2 separate regions of the Sus scrofa genome follow, and region 2 is linked to region 1. A link is a contact called in public Hi-C data. All regions are on one chromosome and are shown on one strand. The core of a region is the stretch at or near the end of the contact, and the rest is flanking DNA. Distances in the headings are between cores, read along the strand shown. Region 1 has its middle 28 kb from the start of FOXK1. Region 2 overlaps FOXK1 (forkhead box protein K1).

What was found. Hi-C and Micro-C count contacts between places; a contact is called where the count stands out from the background.
Region 2: a Hi-C map of liver shows a contact between it and region 1, with 6 times the contacts expected there. The contact joins two enhancer-like sites. A contact is called at or near these places in 20 of 47 Hi-C or Micro-C datasets (alveolar macrophages, blood, embryonic fibroblasts and 8 more) and 2 of 2 datasets of contacts at active chromatin or transcription factors (alveolar macrophages and skeletal muscle).

What each region holds. Positions count from the first base shown.
Region 1 is chr3:3,526,342-3,529,527 of Sscrofa11.1, forward strand. No RefSeq gene overlaps it. Among named protein-coding and RNA genes, the nearest start is that of FOXK1, 28 kb to the right of the region's middle. Within about 2 kb of position 1,555, at least 70 of the 83 cell types and tissues checked have an H3K27ac peak or open chromatin away from gene starts, as enhancers often do. A contact at or near this core is called in alveolar macrophages, fetal liver, liver and 3 more, where this site is marked.
Region 2 is chr3:3,600,981-3,604,166 of Sscrofa11.1, forward strand. The region is part of intron 2 of FOXK1 (forkhead box protein K1); the gene reads left to right. Among named protein-coding and RNA genes, the nearest start is that of AP5Z1, 20 kb to the right of the region's middle. Within about 2 kb of position 1,606, at least 56 of the 83 cell types and tissues checked have an H3K27ac peak or open chromatin away from gene starts, as enhancers often do. A contact at or near this core is called in alveolar macrophages, fetal liver, liver and 3 more, where this site is marked.

The DNA.
Region 1 (3,186 bases), core at 305-2,804:
GTTTCTTACAGCGCTTAACCATGATGCAATACTTTTCTGCTGGTGTGTATTGACTAGAGCCTCTGCCAGGACACCAAGTCTGTGCGAGGAAAACCCTTCCCTGCTTTGATCACCTCTGTATCCCCTACTCCCTGCATGCAGCCCAGCATCAGGTCAGCACAGGTACCTGTTGATTAGATGAATGAACATACAAGAAGGAAACGGCCGTGAGAAGGTGAGAGGGACAGGATTTTCAGTCAGAGAGAACAGCAAGGCAAAGCGATGAGCAAGGTGTGTTCCAGGTAAGAAAAGCACCTGCTCGGGGCTGGAGGGATTCCAGGTGACACAGGCAGGGTGAGAGGGGTCCGGGCCTCTTAAAACATGGGAAGGATAGGAGTTCCCTGGTGACTCAGTAGGTTAAGGACCTGTGGCTCAGGTCCCTGCCGAGGTGCGGGTTCGATCCCTGGCCTGGAAATTTCCACATGCACCTGGGTGCCCCCCCATTTGTTTTTTTTAATGGGAAGGATATTTTCAGGCACAACATGATCTGATGGGCAGAAGGGGTGGATTGTGGTAAAATACAAACACAGTTTACTACTTTAACCATTTTTAAGGACAATTCAGCAGCATTAGGTACATTCCCACTGCTGTGCAGCCACCACCTCCGTCCATCTCCAGAACTTTTTCATCTTCCCAGCCTGAGACGCTGTCCCCATCGACACTCCCATCCCCGCCCCGGACGACCACCTTTCCACTGCGTCTCTGTGAAGCTGCCTGGTCTAGGGACCTCCAGTGACTGCGATGATTCACCGTGTCATTCTGTGTCTGGATTATTTCACTTGAACTGTGTCTTCCGTCACATACTTCATTGCGATTAAAACACACATGTCACAAAATTTCCTCCACTGCTTTTTAAAGCTGACTGGCATTCCACAGTGTGTAAATACTGCATTTACACATTCCCCAGCACGGGTCCCTGGCAGCGCTGAAAGGCTCTCTCTCGAGTCAGATGGACACACGGGGTGGGCGTGGGGCGGCCACACGGCCAGAGACACGACACAGCCAGGCAAGGGCAGCCACCCCTCTGCGCCCCACCGTGCAGGCGGAGACCCGGCTCAGAGCGGCCAGGAGGCCCGCCCAGGTCACACAGCCGGGAAGGGCGGGGGAAAGCCCGGGCGGGGCCGCCGCCCGCCCCCTTCCCGGTCGAACAGCCCCGCCCGCCGGGCGCCACGGCCCGCCCCCGCCCGCCGGTGCGCAAGCGCGGGAGGAGCCGGAGGGCGCATGCGCATAAGACGCAGGGCGCGGAAGGCTCCGCTCCCCGGGGTGTGAATCCGCGATCCGGGGTTTCGGCCCCGCCGGGAGTTATGTTTATAAACACACCGCCCGGCCACCGACCAAGGGTAACCCTAAAGGTGTGGGGTTAAGGGTCAGAGGTCAACGGGGGCATCGGCGGGGCGACCCATCCCTTCGCCTTCGCGGGCTGCCGGCTGCGCGGCGTGGTCGGTCCGGCAGCCCTACCGCGGCCCGGGGCTGCCGGGGGCGCCACGTGGTGCGCACGTGGTCCGGTCCCCGCGCGGCGGCCTCCCCTCCCCCACGGCGCCGGCGCGCCTCACCGCCCCCCAGCGGCGGCCGGCGGCGCCGCGCTGCAGTGGCGCCTGCGCACGACGCGTCACCACTCGCCTTCCGGTCTGCGCCGCAGCCGGGCGTGGGTCGGGGGCGTCCTCGTGACGGCTGAGCCTGGTCGGCTCGCCCCGGGCTTCCCCGGAGGGTGGGGCGACCCGGCGGGGGCGCACTGAGCGGCCGGCGGGGGCCCTGGGACCCCGCCCCGCGCCCGTGGGTCCGGAAGCCGGTCGTGCAGTGCGGGGCCGGGCGGTGATGCCCGTGGAGGGCCTATGCCCGTGGAGGGCCTCTGCCCGGGCTGCGGGCCGGCTGCCCCCTCCCAGCCCGGGGTTAGGTCCCCCCGAAGGGCTGGCGCGGCCTCCTGCGGGCGCGCGGTAAAATGCGCAGTGCGTATTTAGAAAATCAGTGAACGGAAGGTGCATTAGTGAGTTATTAAAGTATCCAGGAAGTGTGTTGTTTCCGGTTTTGTACTATATCGCCTACGCTGTGGGTATTCTTTTTGGGATTCCACATGAAAAACACTACTGGCCCCGTGCTAAGCGCTCAGTCTATGGAAGCGATTAGTATTGTTGTCCCCCCCCCCCCGCCCCCCTTTTTTTTTGTCCTTTGAATTTATACCGTTAAGTATAAACAGGATTGAGGGGGCTTACGGACGTGAAAAAGCAAACAAACCTCCTTTGTTTGCCTTTTGACCCTGAAGACTCAGTTGCATTACCACTTGTGGTTGCTCTGTACAATTGATGTTTCTTAGAGGTTTTCTCACTTGGGTATTTTCAAAATATCTAATGTGTGCCAGATGCTGCCCCAGACACTAAGGGAAATGGGTCACACCTAGGTAAGAGGAAAGCTAAAAGTGGTTAAGTTATAAAGGAAATCAGCAAGTCCTTGCCTAAAGGTCAGATACATGTTTAACAACTGGCGGCGAGGAGAACGTACATGTCCTGTTAAGCACAAATTTTATTACTGTGAAACTTGTGCAGCACACTGCCTACCCCCAAAAATGTAAAATATACAATGTACTCTTTCTTACATAAATTGCCTGGAGCCAACGGATGCTCAGATGTCCTCAGATATTAAGAATGCACTTGCATATTTTTGCTGAACTCTTGTATCCAGAGCCAACCTCTGGTTAAAATTCAGTTATGAGGAGCTCCCACTACAGCAATCTGGGAGCCCTGGGGTGTGGGTTTGATCCCAGTCTGTGCAGAAAAAAAAATTTAAATCATTATCAAGTGAGTTGCCTCCATGCCACTATTTTTCCATAAATGTATTGTCATCAAGTGTAATATGTGTTAGTAGCATTGGTTGATATTACATGAGTGAGACAAACCAACAAGATTTTAGATCTTTATTCATGTGTGATGTGACCCACTTCTTTGCTGTGCTGGGTCATTTTCCAGGACTGGGCGTGTATTTTGTGCCAGTCACACTATAGTGGCTCACAATTTTAAGTCAGCTGCATTGTTAATTTTCTCCATTACTTCCTTAGGTCTAGACGAGGGGTTGGCAAATATTTCCTACAAAGGGCCAAACACACATTTGCCAAACACAAATGGTCACTGGCACATACTCTTTGTTTTATTTCTT
Region 2 (3,186 bases), core at 356-2,855, 75 kb after region 1:
TCCCTGAGCTCCTCTCAGATTTCTCGCAATAGCTCTGCTCTCCAACCCAGAACTTCAGCCTGTCATCTCATTGCTCTTTCAGACACCTCACCGGAATGTCATCTGAAACCTGAGTGCCCCACTCACGCCTGCAGTTAAGCTGTGCTATGAAAATGCCCTCACACTTAACTCGTGTGTGTATGTAATTTATGCCGAGACACAAATTATGTGGAGGTAAACAAAGCAGCCACTTTGCAAAAGTCTGGTGGTTCCTCAGAACATTCAAGGCTTATCTTAGCACCCGGCCACTCCCTGGGTCCGTGGAAACTCGTCCCTGAGCGATCCTGGCAGTGCGAGAGCATTCCCGGCCCTGGGGACAAGTCCCATGTCCATCCGCTGCTGAGTGGAGAGGCGGTGTTAGGGCCACCCAGGGGAGCGTTATTCCTGCACAGAGCGGCTGGGGTGCCGACGCATGGTCCAGCCCAGGTGAGCCCTGGGGGGTGACCCCGCGCAGAGCAAAAGAAACCCCTCCCCAGAGAGCACAGGTTGCACGATCCTGTCGGTGTGAAATGTCCAGAAGAGGCAAATGTGTAGAGGAGGAAAGGAGGCGAGGGGTTGCCAGGGGCTGGGGGTCAAGGGGGTGACTCCTGGCTGGGGTGGGCTTTCTTTCTGGGGCGAGGGCAAGTGTCTGGAGCGAGGCGGTGGCAGCCAGGTCCGCCGGCGCGGGAGAGCCCTGCCTTGAACACTCTCCGCGGGGGCCCCGTGCAACCTGTGGGTCACATCTCGGCGAGGCTGATGAAAGCTGTTAGGCACTGACCCTTTGTCCCGCAGCACCGGGAAGGAACGCGGGCCAGGCATGCCTCAGGGCCGCTGGGAGCCCAGAGCTCACGACAGGCGTGTCCTGTGCTGGGCGGGGTGGGCCTCGGAGGCCCTTGCCTGTCCCTCTGGGGAAACCAGAGCAGGCGGTCAGCCTTAGGCAGGCGTGGGATTGTTCATCCGCCCTTTATAATCCAGTCCCACGGACGCTTTTTAAGGAAAAAGAATGTTTTGCTTTGTACCTGGGGGTTGCCATAAAGTAAGTGTGTTTCCCAGGGGCATCTTAAATAAAGACCCTGGCCAGCGGGCTCAGCTATTCCGGCGGAGCTCCCGGCGCTGCACTTGCTCGGGTCGGAGGGAGGCGGCGGTTGTAAAGGAGCCCAGTGAGCTGGGGTTGGCGGCGCTGTTCGAGAAGCCGCAGCGGGGCCCAGGCAGGCGCCGGGTTTATATTTAACTTGCTCTTGGGGCTGGAGTGGGGGCTGGGGGTGCGTCCCCACCCTGGCCTTCCCCGGAGGCTGCCCGGGGAGGCGCTCTCCTCTGGCTTTCGTCTGCTGGAACTTGTTTTGGGGGAAAGTAGTCACTTGGAGACTGGCTCTTTCACTTTTTGGCCTTGAATTAAGTGTCACAGAAAAGGATTTCTGTTTACATCCGTTTGTCTTAGCGCAGCGGAATTCGATTGAGCGACTCCAAACCTCAGAGGCCCTGAGGTTGAGCTGGCCAAGATCCTTTTCCTGTGCTGCTCTTGCGGGGTGGGGCCGGCGTGTTTACCAACAGCCTTCCTCTGGGCGGCCCGCCCCGCGCGCCCCGTGCTCCCAGTGCTTCCGGCGCGGGGGCTGCAGGAGCGGGTCCCCAAGGAAGCGGCCGCGGGGCGGAGGCCCTGGCCGGCCAGCTGCGCTGTCGCAGGGGCAGGGCTGCAGCTCCCTGCCGCCCCTAACGTGGCGCCTCTGCAGCCCTCGGAGCGGGTTTTCCCCGGCACCTCGCGCTGCGCCCCTTTTCCCCGAGGTTCGGGGCGCGGCCGTGGGAACCCGCGCCGCCGCCCCTCCCCCGCCCGCCGCGCTGCCTCGCGGCTTCTCCGGCTTCTCCGCGTTGCCGGGCAGCCCGTGGGCGTGGGCGGGTTTTTTTCCTGCGCTGAAGGCCTCCGCCCAGAACATGAATGAACGCTCTTTGAGAAGTTCTGCTACCTTAAGCAGCATTTTGCTGACCTCCCCCCCCCCCCGCCCCATTTTGCAAAGAAGTGGTTGGTGTCTTTAGGAGAGTAAAAATTGGTTAACCGTGTTCTGAGTTTTGCAAAACTAGAGCCCAGTCCGTAGAGACACAGTTTTAAGAAAACTGGAGAAATTCAGCCAGAGAAAAGGGGCAGCACAGAAAGCGAAAGGTTTTAGAAGCGCTTTCCTGAGGAAGGCATTTCTTGATTTTTTTTTCGGAATAGAAGTCAGAACCAGAAGGATTTCACGTTGTGACAGTTGGCAAAGGTTAGCGGGAGGAACGTTGTATAAAATAAAAATTAAGCACAGGACTCCGGAACCCAAATCCCTTTTCATCACCCTCTTGGGCGGGTCTGCTTCGCCACCTCCGGGAGTTCAGTCCGAGCTCACTTCCCATTGTCTCGCTGTGTTCGGTGCTTTTTGAGTTTGGAGGTCCACGTACTTTTGTGTTTCTGGCAAACCGCGGGTCCTTCCTTGAGAGGGATGTGTCTGCTGCCGCGTTTCTGGGCTCTGTGGTGCCCTGGAGAGGAGCAGGCCTCTCGGGCTGCCGTCCTGCAGAGTGGGATCCCTGCCTGCAGGTCTAGGAGCCCCCCCATTCCATACCCGCACCTGTGGACCTTGCACACACACACACACACCCCCTCTGCACACCCACGTGATCCCTCCCCACCCCACCCCCCAAAAAAACTGGAAAGAAATCAAAGTTGCTTCATGTGACACATAAAGGCAGGGCCCTCCCTGTTCTTGCATTTTTTCCTTCTGCCTAAACCTGTGCCGGGGTGGTTTGCGGCTTTAAAATGTTCTCTTGTAGTGCAGCGGGTTAAGGATCCGGCGTTGTCACTGCAGTGACTTGGGTCACTGCTGTGGCTCTTCAGGTTGGATCCCTGGCCCCAGAACTGCCACCCACACGGCCGAAAAAACATGTTGAGAGGAAGTTGAATGGACTTGTCCTTTAGTTCTTGTCTCCACTGGATGGGTTCCCGGCTCTCAGACACATCTGTGGGGGAGGGGGGAGCGGCTCTGAAGGTCGCTGTGCCATGTTCTTGGCTGACCCTTCCGGACCACACCCAGCCCGTGACCTGCCGCCCGGAGCGCTTCCTTCCGGGCTTTGGCTCTGGGGTTGAGGGAGCAGGAGGGGCCTGGCAGAGGAGCTGAGGGAGGCCTGGGGCGGGCAGCCCAGATGTGC